Regions from separate parts of the Zea mays genome. Here all the other regions are linked to region 2. Evidence: chromatin contacts called from public Hi-C data. All regions are on one chromosome and are shown on one strand. The core of a region is the stretch at or near the end of the contact, and the rest is flanking DNA. Distances in the headings are between cores, read along the strand shown.

The links. Hi-C and Micro-C count contacts between places; a contact is called where the count stands out from the background.
Region 1: a Hi-C map of tassel shows a contact between it and region 2, with 1.8 times the contacts expected there. The contact joins the promoter of LOC542463 here to the promoter of LOC100282561 in region 2. A contact is called at or near these places in 3 of 25 Hi-C or Micro-C datasets (endosperm, leaf and tassel).
Region 3: a Hi-C map of tassel shows a contact between it and region 2, with 2.5 times the contacts expected there. The contact joins the promoter of LOC100193830 here to the promoter of LOC100282561 in region 2. A contact is called at or near these places in 3 of 25 Hi-C or Micro-C datasets (bundle sheath, leaf and tassel).

What each region holds. Positions count from the first base shown.
Region 1 is chr1:216,341,083-216,344,882 of Zm-B73-REFERENCE-NAM-5.0, reverse strand. LOC542463 (cinnamoyl CoA reductase 1) reads right to left here and starts at 1,413. Exons shown (of 5, transcript NM_001112018.1): 1 at 1,047-1,413; 2 at 781-935; 3 at 491-679. The coding sequence starts at 1,233.
Region 2 is chr1:216,744,634-216,748,382 of Zm-B73-REFERENCE-NAM-5.0, reverse strand. It overlaps LOC100282561, which reads right to left and starts at 2,043. Exons shown (of 4, transcript NM_001155469.1): 1 at 1,795-2,043; 2 at 429-557. The coding sequence starts at 536.
Region 3 is chr1:216,444,030-216,447,891 of Zm-B73-REFERENCE-NAM-5.0, reverse strand. LOC100193830 (40S ribosomal protein S8-like) reads right to left here and starts at 1,414. Exons shown (of 5, transcript NM_001138912.1): 1 at 1,322-1,414; 2 at 1,136-1,208; 3 at 136-469. The coding sequence starts at 1,325. It overlaps LOC100101547 (omega-6 fatty acid desaturase, chloroplastic), which reads right to left. Exons shown (of 10, transcript NM_001319699.1): 7 at 3,813-3,862; 8 at 2,761-2,879; 9 at 2,137-2,251; 10 at 1,799-2,063. The coding sequence ends at 1,902.

The DNA.
Region 1 (3,800 bases), core at 164-2,663, 400 kb after region 2:
TGCCTAGCTAGTGCTGTTGGTCACGCTAGAAAAAGCTGTGGTTCAAATCCTAGCTAGCTAGTGCTGCTCTCTGTGTGCTTTGGACAGGCACCATCGATGACGATGAGCACTTAGTTGGTTCTATTTGGCGGCCTCAAAAGTACTCGAACGTACTCTAGTCTAGTCTCTTCTAGGGCTCTCGGTGGTTGGTAGCTAGCTAGTGCATGCATGCCAATATACTAGCAGGTAATGATTCGCCTATCTCGTCACAGCTACCTTTATTAGTGTTTCTTTCACCCTTTCCTTTGATCGTCCTTACTTGCAAGAAATGAAAACGTATGCATCAAATTAAAGGATCGGAAACACTAATTTAATATATGGTGCTGGCGTACGTGGTGCAGCGGACGGTATAGCAGGAGCTAGCTACAAGCTACTGTACTTAGTAGTAGATCAGATGATGGATGGATGGAGACGATCGATCAAATAAAAGTGAGCAAGCAAGCACACCCACCCTGGTTTTCTCGCAGAACTCGAGGTCGCTCCAGCACGACTCGTCGACCACGACGTCGGGCCCGCGCTTGGGGTCCATGGTCACGGCGCCGATGGACGACGTGAACACCACCCGCCGCACCGTGCCGGCCTCCGCCGCCGCGTTGATCACGTACTCGGTGCCGCGCACCGCCGGCTCCACCATTTGCTCCTGCACGCGCACACATGCATGGTGCATGCGGTCCCCTTGTTACTACTTTACTGATCAGTCAGTCGACGAGTGCTGGAACTAACCCGGCCGACGGAACTCACCGGGTCGTCGGTGACGGGGGAGGCGGTGTGGAAGACGCCCTGGCAGCCCTGCACGGCGCGGCAGATGGCGTCGTAGTCCAGCAGATCGGCCTTGCAGAGGATCAGCCGCTCGGCGGCGCCGTCCAGCGCCTTGAGGTGCGCGTTCTTCGGGTCATCTGCTGCCATGAACATGTACAAACACGTTAATCGCTCCATCTGCTGCCACGCTCGCGCAGGTCGACATAGTAGACTGCTTATATATAACAACAAGCAGGAGGCATGCATGCCTGGGTTCCTGACGGTGCCCTTCACAGTGTATCCCTTCTCGAGCAGCAGCTTCACCAACCACGAGGCGATGTACCCGGCCGCGCCGGTCACGCACACGGTCTGCCCGTTCCCCGCCGGTACCGCGGTGGCGGCGGCAGCAGGGGCGCCGGCATCGGTGGAGGAGACGACGGCGTCGACGACGGTCATCCTGGCGACGACGACGACGATGATGGTAGTACCTGCAGCTGCTCTTCTAGCTCGCGCCCGCTCGTCCTTATTTACCCCTCTCGATCTTTAGCTAGATGTGTAGCTAAAAGATGTAGTAGTTTTTAGGTCTCCTCCCCCCTTGGTGCAGTTGTGCGGTCGAGCGTGATGACGACGATCGAGTTGGTAGCTAGGTTTGGTAGGATTCTCTCTTCCGATTCATCCTGAGAAGGGTGGGCGTTGGAGTGGCGCGGAATTTATAGGCCACAACAAGGCGAGGCTGCTAGCTGAGACGGGTGGAGGGGGATCGGAGCGCGCAGTGCGATGCGAGCGAGTGATGAGTAGCGCTGAGACAGACACGGACAGCGAGATGATAATAGACGTCCGGACACCGTGCGCGCTCGCGCGGTGTGGGTGTGGTGTGGCCCCCCTCTGCGCGATCGCGATCGCGACCGCGGGTTAGGTGAGGCAACCCCATGCCGTCTTCCACGACGTACATCACGCAAACGTAATTGGCTGCGTGTATGTATACTGTATGTACGCGAGGGCCACACGGGGAGTCCGATTTTTTATTTTTTTTTTAAAAAAACTTTGTTTGCATTTCTGGTGAGATTATTATCGTCTTTGAACAACATAGAGCACGAGGAGTCCATTTTTTATTTTTTATTTTAAATACTATGTTTGCTTTTTTTAAAATACTATATTTTAGATTATTGGAGGGGGCTCCCCCTCGGCTGCGCAGACAGTTAAGGACAAAGGGAAAGGAAGACAAGGGACAGGGAGAAGAAGAAAGAGGAGAAAGTAAAAAAAAGAGAGAAAGAGTAGGACAAAAAAAGAGATAATCAGCCCTAGCCTTCCCTTACGATAGATCTTGGATCCACCAATAGATCATAGTGTTGGCGCCGATCCAGACGCCAATCACTGCGATGAGAATCGTCGGCGGTGCTCTCTGCGGAGGCGCGTGTAGGAAACGATGACGTCTAAGAGAGGGTGAATTAGGACTTCTAATTTTTTCTCTAAACTAAGTCATAAATAAATTCCTACAACAAAACCTATACAAATAAATAATCTAGAATGTGCAAACTATGTTTTATTTGTCTAAGTGTTGCTATCTCTACTGCAAAGGCTAAGTTTCAATCTAAATAATCTAACTAGAAAGACAAGATTGAAACTTAAATACTTAATATAAATACGGAAGGTAAAGAGGAAGGTAGAGACGCAAACTCTCGTGTATGACACTGGTATTTTTACCGAGGTATCCGGAACCACGCAAGGTCCCGACTAATCCTCGTTGGTGCTGTTGAGCATCAAAATAAGCTGCCGAACGGTCCGGCCCTGGGGCCGGACGGTCCGTGCGCGCGCAGAACCCGTTGGGTTCCGAGTTTCTTGCTACAGTTGTTGGCTAGATTCGCGGAATTAGCTCGAGAAATCTGTTTGTAACGGGTCCAGCCCCCTCCTCTATAAATATAGAGGATTACGGCCGATTAATCATCAACAATCGAATCAATAATCAATTTATGTCGTATTTATTTCTTGTACATTTAGGAGTAGTTCTAGTCTAGTTCTAGTTTAGTCTTCCAATCCCAAATTCTCCGCTTCTCTTTGACTCTACGTCGATTATAGGAGTCTAGATCGGCCTGCCGAGCCTAGACAACACCTAAGATCTCTCCTCCCCGACGAGGTCCCTCCCGAGAGCGAGATCCAGGCGCCGCTGACGACCTTCGCCGCCCCTGCGCACGCGCGGGTCGTCCGGCCTGTAGGCGCAGACCGTCCGGCCCGTCAGGCAGGAAACCCTAGCCCTGCTCCAGGTCGCGGACCGTCCGGCCCCTGGCCGCGGACTGTCCGCACCTGTGCAGAGAGCACCACCGCCGGTTCTCACGCAGTGATTGGCGCCCAAAAAGACACCAACACACTTTTAGCGACTCCGATGGGGAAAACACATATAGACCCATTAGATCGGCCCTCAATGGCCGGTTCAAGGGATAGCTCTCTGACGTCTCCCCCAGCAATATCGACTTGGGGACCTTGCTGGTTGACGAACAACTCCAGTTCGAGGAGCACAAGGAGCAGCTGATCCAAGAAGCAAAGGCGCAGTTCCTAGCCAACTTCAAGGTGGACAGAAACAACAAGGTCGTTCGGCAACGAACGACTGATCTGGCTTTGCTCCGACCCATAACGAATACCCCCAATGTAAGTAACACCAACGAGCTTCAATCTCTTAAAGCTTACATAGATTAACAACGAGAACAAATGCAACATATCGTAGGGGTATACAAAAAGATTATAAAAGGCTAATATGTGCGTTTGATAAATCCACTGTTGCAAATTTTCCTTCGCACGAGGTTGAATTGGGGGAAAATACACGGAATTCATCGGCTACATGTTGTCACGACCAGTCACAACCCCTTATGGGATGCCGATGGACACATACCCCGAGCAACCACAAATCGGCAATAAATTAGTCGATCTGCACATGTCTGGACTGTTCGCACGCGAGCGCGGTCCGTCCAGGCCAACAACGGCCAGTCCTATTTTTAATGAGTTACCGAGATATGCGTCCGAGCCGTCAC
Region 2 (3,749 bases), core at 794-3,293:
GGGCCCAAGAGCCTCTCTCTCCTAACAGCTCCAATTCCTGGGCTGTAAAGTGGTTGTAATGGATGTTTTCTGTATTTTCGTTTTTGGCCACCGTAAAGTGGTTTTTTTCTTGTACTTGTACTAGTCCATTTTGGACCCTTTTTCTTCTTAATATAATGATGTGCACCTCTCCTGCGCGCTCGAGAAAAAAAAATCTTACTACGATCACACTATAAGAAAGAAAAGTGTGAGGTTGAATATGATTACTAATCTACACTTGGTGCTCCACGTAAAGGCATTTTTCCAACTACATGGTGTGATATTGATAACATATCAAATTTAACAAAACCAAAGACAAGCAACAGAGCAGTACATAATTCTGTACCTAAAAACTAAACGCCTTTGCACAAACACCATCAGATAGATTTAGGTTTGGGCCGCTTGCTTACCCGAGCAATGACATCGGCATCCACAACGGGGACACCAGAGTCCCTAAAGAGGTTAGAGACAGTGCTCTTCCCAGATGCGATGCCACCCGTCAAACCCACCAGCCTCATCTTCTCGCTTGCCCCTTATTTCTGTACAAAAGCACAGTAAACCTTAGGCCACAGTAGCATATCTCCACTTTTAAGCCTGCTAATAGTCTAAAAAATAGGCCAAATCCACACCGCACTGTTCTATTCATGCACAAAGACCAAACCAATCCAACCCACCAGTCTAGATTTCAAAACCAAACCAATTGCAAGCATCAGCAGTTTCAACCCAAACAATAGAAATGGTTTCCTGTTAATAGATTCAATGAATCCCTAGACTCTGGTTCTGGACAATACTTCATGAAATTGTCTAGAAATAAGAACAAAACTATTAAAAATCACAAGAACGTTTGTCTCAAAGAATTATACATTTAAAACAACAAAAAGATTATGAATGTTGTTGAGTAAATCAACACAATAAAAAAATGAATGTTGAGGAGAAAATCTAGGAAACAGAATGTTGAGGAGAAAATCTAGGAAACAGAATGTTGAGGTTGGAAGAAGATTGTAAAAGCCTTTGGGAATGATATTTTGCTGGAAAGTGGAGAAATTAACAGAGCTCTATTGGGACAAATCGTATTTTCTGACCCACCAAAACGTCAACTTCTAAACCGGTACTGATTTCACTATTATTTTGTCATCTTTGGATCTCTTTTATATGGATGCAGTTGTAGTAGTCAATTGTCTATTACTCTTATATACAATGCAAAATGCATAGTGCAAACTGATCGCTAAAAAAATGGTTACCTTGCTTCCATCAAGGACGATTATCATTCTTTCTGTAGATGGTAGAAATGCTTTTTTGGTTTTCGTTGTACTATGCTGAACTATGTTGAGCTTTATTTTTGATATAGGTATTTGGTTTCAGAAATGGCTTGGTCTACATTTCAGGCCTCTTTGGGACAGCTCCACCGCTAAAAAATGAATCTGGATCTAGGATTCAACACAAAGCAACTCCACCAGTGAATCTGGGATCTAGTAGGGAACTGTTCAGATAACACAATAAATCTAGATCCACACAAGAGTATTTTGATTGGAATGGCTAGATCTACCTTTAGCATATGTTCCACCTGTTAATGTTGGGAAAAAGCTTTTCAAAATTTCCCCCTCCTGCTAGTTCTGCGCGGCACACGTGAACGGTGGCTCAACCACGCTCGAGTGACTGGCCATGTGTGGCTAGGGGAGTACACTCGGGTTCACCCAAATTTCGGGTTGAGCAATTAGAAACTCGGGTTTCTAGAGAAAATAACGCATGAAAATAACACGAAACTTCAAGGTATACCCGGAATGTTGGAACAGCTCACGGCTCACAGCTCATCGCCACGTCGAGGGTAGGGAAGATGGCGGAGGAGGGACGCCAGTCGCCGGATCTGGACGGAGAAGGGAGAGGAAGCAGCGGCCGCCCGCCGCCGTCAGTTTCAGATGGTGTGGCGGCGTCCGGCAGGACTCGTTCCTCTGGGGCTCGAGCTCGATTGCTCGAACTTGGGAATGCCTCTAGGGTTCTGCGTGCGTGGTGTGCCTGGTCCCGGTCCGGTCCGGTCCGGCGCGTGCTCCGTGCAATAAGGCCTCTGCTTCTGCTCGAGCTGGACTGGGCCACGCTCGGGTTTTAGAAGATGTCGCGTCAGTGTTGGGCCAACGGGAGTCAAGGCCTTGGGCTGCGCGTGTGTGCTGGGCTGGAATATTTTAAGCTGACTAGCTGTACTTATTTATTTTAAAAATACATTCTGTAATGTGTGTAACCATGTTTCTTACATATTATTAATTTTATCAGTTTATTTGTATATATATTGTTTAAAACTAAAAAGTCTGACTTCTGGATTAGTGAGATTTGCATTTTTTCTGGGACAAAGAGATTATTTCAAGAGAGAGAAGAAGAACCTTTTAAACAGTCAGCAGTTATTAGTGCTAAAAAAGTCGTTTCAAACAAGTTCTTAAAAATACTTAAGTAGACCCATAAAATATTATCTATTATCTATACTACTTATTAAGGCTGCAATAGCAATCTACATCTGACATGTTCTGCCATCAGCTGTGTTCTGCCACTGAACCGTGGTAGCCACCGGGCGTTACACACGTGAGTTTATTTATAAAGTGAATGCAGTTGACAAACCTCTATATTCTAAAACCTATGCTCCCATTCAGCTTTTGTGTCCTGTCCTACGAGTCACACGAGTCAAAACGTGGTAAAAGTTTTAAGAAAGTCTATGGTTCATTGGTTCCAAGAGCCAATTACATCTAACTGTGATGTTATAGGTGTTATGTTATCATATTGCTTGAAAGTGACACCTCTACAAATGATTAACCTAGATAACATAATAAAACTTGATCATGATACTTCAAGTCAACTTGATAGATTTGATCATGTATTAAAAGCTAGGAATGACTATGCCAAGTACATAATATTTTGGATCAATGCCTATCAACTTTATCTAACCATTTTGGATATGTTGGAGCCTAATAGTTTTGGCTTCGCTAAATATATTTTGTCTTATCTTAGTACTTGTTGTATGGAAAAATTCTATTTTTTGTGTGATGTTCTCATGGAATAACTTTGCAGATTGTGCATTTGCATAGGTTGTGGATAAACTTCAAAAAGTTATAGTACAATCAATGTTGACCAAGCCATTCTAAAAAAGTGATTTTGAATATGCTAAGTTATTCCATGTTTTTTAGTATATTGTACTATTCATGAAGGTGCTAGACTGACAAGGATTGATCTTACTTTCAGGTTCCATCAAAAGTTATTGGTGCTGTTTTAGCAAGTCAACTAGGAAAAGAATAGGTACATTAAATTACTTCCTTTCCTTCTATTGTGTGAGTGATTTCATCAATTGGATGTCTTGCTATTTAACCTTTTGCCTAAACTGTGGATTTATATAACATACAATACTATTTTCAGTTTTAGATTGATAGAATTGACTTTCAAGAAACACCTCTTTAACACATTTTACTTATATTTCCTATATTTATTTATTATATTATTATGTTTTCTCTAGGAAATGTGTGGTTTTGACGAAGAAGCGAAGTCATATAAGGATCCTAGTGTGATAGAGTTGGCAGAAACATTAAATAATTGGCCTCAAATGAATTATTACATCACAATTTGCAAATTTGTAAGTCAGAATTCCTTTGATCTATATAGTTAAAAATAAATTGTGCAAACATATAATTCTAATGTCTCATGGTTTGCAGGTTCTTATGCCATAGAGATACTCTATAGGCTATGTACTTTTCGTT
Region 3 (3,862 bases), core at 165-2,664, 300 kb after region 2:
GTGCACATGTTAAAAACAATGCATTAATAAGATATCTATCAAGCAACTAATCACCAAATACAATAATTCATGAACTATAAAGTCAATCTATTCTAAGGGCAAACAACAATTAAACCTTAAATTGAATGAATATACCTCAGTCGCATCCTTCTTAGCAACAGGCACCTTCTTCTTCCTACCGATGTCCACTCCATAGTGAGTGAGGTACCACTGCTTGAATGGAGCAGCATCAACTTGTACAATGGCGCTCTTCACAAGAGTCTGAGTCCTCACAAGCTCATTGTTTGATGCATTATAGACCACATCCAGGATGCGGGTCTTGCGGGTAAGAGCCTCACTTCCCCACGAGTAGTTACCTGTATCCAATCGGAGAGCCCTCCACTTCACGTTGCCTCCACGGACACGGACCCTCCTCACTGTCTTATTGCTAGACAGTTTGGTGTTAGCAGGCTGACGGCCAAGCTCATACCTTGAAGATAAATGAGAATCTTAATTTAACTTCTGAAACTCATAATAATCAAACAACAAGGTTAACACAATATACAACAGTTATTAGTTGCAGTTGTACTATGAACTGACCGAACTATTTACATTCACATTAACAAAACTTAGTGTCCAAGCTTTATTTTTATATAAAAGAGATGTCTGTTATGCAAACAATTCTGCCTCAACATCATAGAAATCACAACTGTACTGCACGAATAGCTAGTAGTAACACAAAATAAAGATTCCAAATTAAAACCTCAAACTAGTAGTAACACAAAATAAAGATTCCAAATTAAAACCTCAAACGGAAAGATACAAATTTTCACCACAGTGACCCTTCTAATAATTCATTAAAATACATACATAATTTCCATAATTTAAGTAGTTTGCTGTTCAATTAGAAGCATCACGCTACGGTTTAAGGATTGAAGGGGTAATCGATAAGGCTGAACCTCATAAAGCACTGGAGGTAAATGTAACCAATCGAAGGACTCAAGTCTCAAATCAATTACTACTGCCGCAACCAGTCACCGAGAGATGTCAATGCAAATCTACCAACCTAAGACCCTGCCCAGCAAAGCACTAAACAAATCTAGAGATATACAGAAAACCCATATGTAAGGAGTGAAGAGAAACGGCAAGCAATTACTTTCGCTTCTTGCGCCACGCCTTCTGCTTTCCACCGGTGGCACGGCGCTTGTGCATCGAATCACGTGAGATACCTGCGTGAAGAAACCCAAAACAACCCACGACGCCATTAGCACCGCCACGGCGCCACCACTACGCCAGCGCAAGCAAAACAAACGAGAAGCAGATGAAGGTGGGGGAGCTCTACCCATGGTTGCAGTGGAGGTGTCGAGGTAGTCCGGCCACTCTACTCCGCCTCCTCGTCAGCCTGCGGCGCCGCTGGTATGGTTGGGTCTCGACGGGAAGAAGAAAGCGAAATCATGGGGCGTCCGGCGTCGGATTATAGGGCGGCGGAGGCGGGCTAGGGTTTATTAAGGGGTGGGCTCATTTGACGGTGTCCATTCTTAGGTTGCGGCGGCCCAGCAGGCCTGTGCAAGTCGTATTTTATTAGTAAATTAGTTTGTTTCCGAACAACCACATATCCCAACCCTGTTTTCAATTCCGGGAATTTTGAACGTGTTTCTGTTTCCGGAAAAAAAATATAGAAATGACAAGAGAAGAGATGTTTTCCACACGATTCTGTCCGTTTTCATCACCAATGTCTTTGTCTATTTCCTGAAGTATAAATATTTTGGTACGCTACGTGCTTTCCTACTGCACGAATAATAGTGTAACATGGAGTATTCCAGTCAAAATTTTGGGACATGCGTAATCACTGAAAATGTGACTGTCCACCTGTGCCGACAATACTGAATAATCTCAACTAGTCAACAGCTGTGATGATGGCATCATGCGTAATCTGGCATGAACTTCCTAAGGAATTTGATTGGTTGGGACTCCTGAGGCGCGAGCTCATCGAACGGAACATAGTATCTCTCCTTGTCGTACACATGGCATCTCGTCAGTATCGTCTTCATCAATCGCCAATTCCAGTTGGCTTCATTGACATACTGCAGCATGAGAAAATAAGTCAGTATGTAAAGATCCGGAGAAATGCACCAGAGTAGGAGAATTTCAAATCACCTTGCCCCAGTTCTGTTTGATGGAATCATAAGCAGCACGAAGGTTATAGCTTGGAATTCTTGGAGAAATATGGTGTGGGACATGCACATTTATGTCATGGCAAAGGATCTCTATCCTGTAATAGAAATCCATTACTCATTTGAAAATTCAATTGAAGAGGCCAACATGTTCCCACGGTAATTTCACTAGAAATTGATTTGCTAGTAGAAGATTGACACTTAAGCCAACATGAATCCTTTATCCCAAAATATCCAAAAAAAAAGCATTCCATATTTGTTGCTGAAACTTCAATGAAATATTGTCCTCTGACTAACTCTAAACAAGGACTGGACAACACACAATTGAATAATTTTGTTAAATAAAACAGAGTTGATGGTCTACACGTTTTTTGGCACATCCTACCAAATATCATCTTAATTTTTGGTAAAGTATCTTAAATTTTGAAGGTGAGATGAAACAGCAAATTATGATCAGTGCCATTTCTGTTGGAAACAGTGTTGAACTTCAGTTACTTCCTGTGCAACAAAAATCATAATGGAAACTTTTTTAAGTCACTAACGTTGTTATCTCAGGCAGATAAACTTTGTTCTTAGCGTGAATGCAATGTATAATATCAAAACATACCATTGAGGATAGTTACAATGAACTGTGCCGTTTAATTGAGCTTGTGCAGCATTCCATTCTTCAGATGACTTGAATGGTATATGAGGAGCTGTGTGATGTACCATTGTAAAAGTGCTCATCTGAAGAGGATTATTTTTTAAAATAAATAAGTAGAATACACTTCCAGTATAAGCATTATGTAATGGAGATATTTTACAGTTCAAACACATATTAACGTCCTTTTAGCTATACATATTCTGTTCTGCCAAACCAGCTAAATGCAAGATATCGTACTAAGGTCTCATTTACCGCTGGGATTAAATGAATCCAACTTATGTTCTCATAAACTTTTCAATAAGAGTTTCCAAAATGTTATGAAATGAGCTGCTGGCAAATTCATGTGGGCAGGAACCAGTCTGTTGTTAATTTCTGAAAATAGTAAAGAAGCTCTAATAATAATATAAAAATAAAGTACATATACTATATTGGATGATAGCATTTCGATCTGAATATCACAAGGAAATGCAATGGCTACTAGAGTATACCCATTTGTCTTTAAACCTCCACAAAATATTTGATGGAAGGTTGTGCAAACGGACACCTCTTTCTAGAGGATTTGATCGACTCCACGGGTCAGTAGTTTACAGAGGTTAAGCATGTATTAATAAATTAAAATGATCTACTTAAATTTATTAAAAAAGTATAATGGAGTCAGAACATGACAAAAAAAATGTCATGGTCTTTGACACCATGTAGATTTCAATAGATGAATGTAACAGGAAATAAGAAATGTTAAATATTATAAACACTTAAATAGAGTAAGAGCATGATAGTAATAATAACTATCATGTACTTAGAGTCTTAGACACTATGTGCATTTCAATAATGGGCAGGGCAGATCCAGTGCTAGAGGCTCCCACATGAATGGGGTCTAGGAAAGCCTTCCTCCACAAATGTGGAGAGGCTGCTTTGAATCCGTGACCTGGTGACTCGGTGAGACAGCTCCCACCAGTGCACTAGGCCTGCCCTTCATGTGCACTTCAACAATGATGGTAGAAAATAAGAAATGTTACCCAAAAATGATAAACCATCCATGGCATGAACCAGAACTTAAACCATCCAG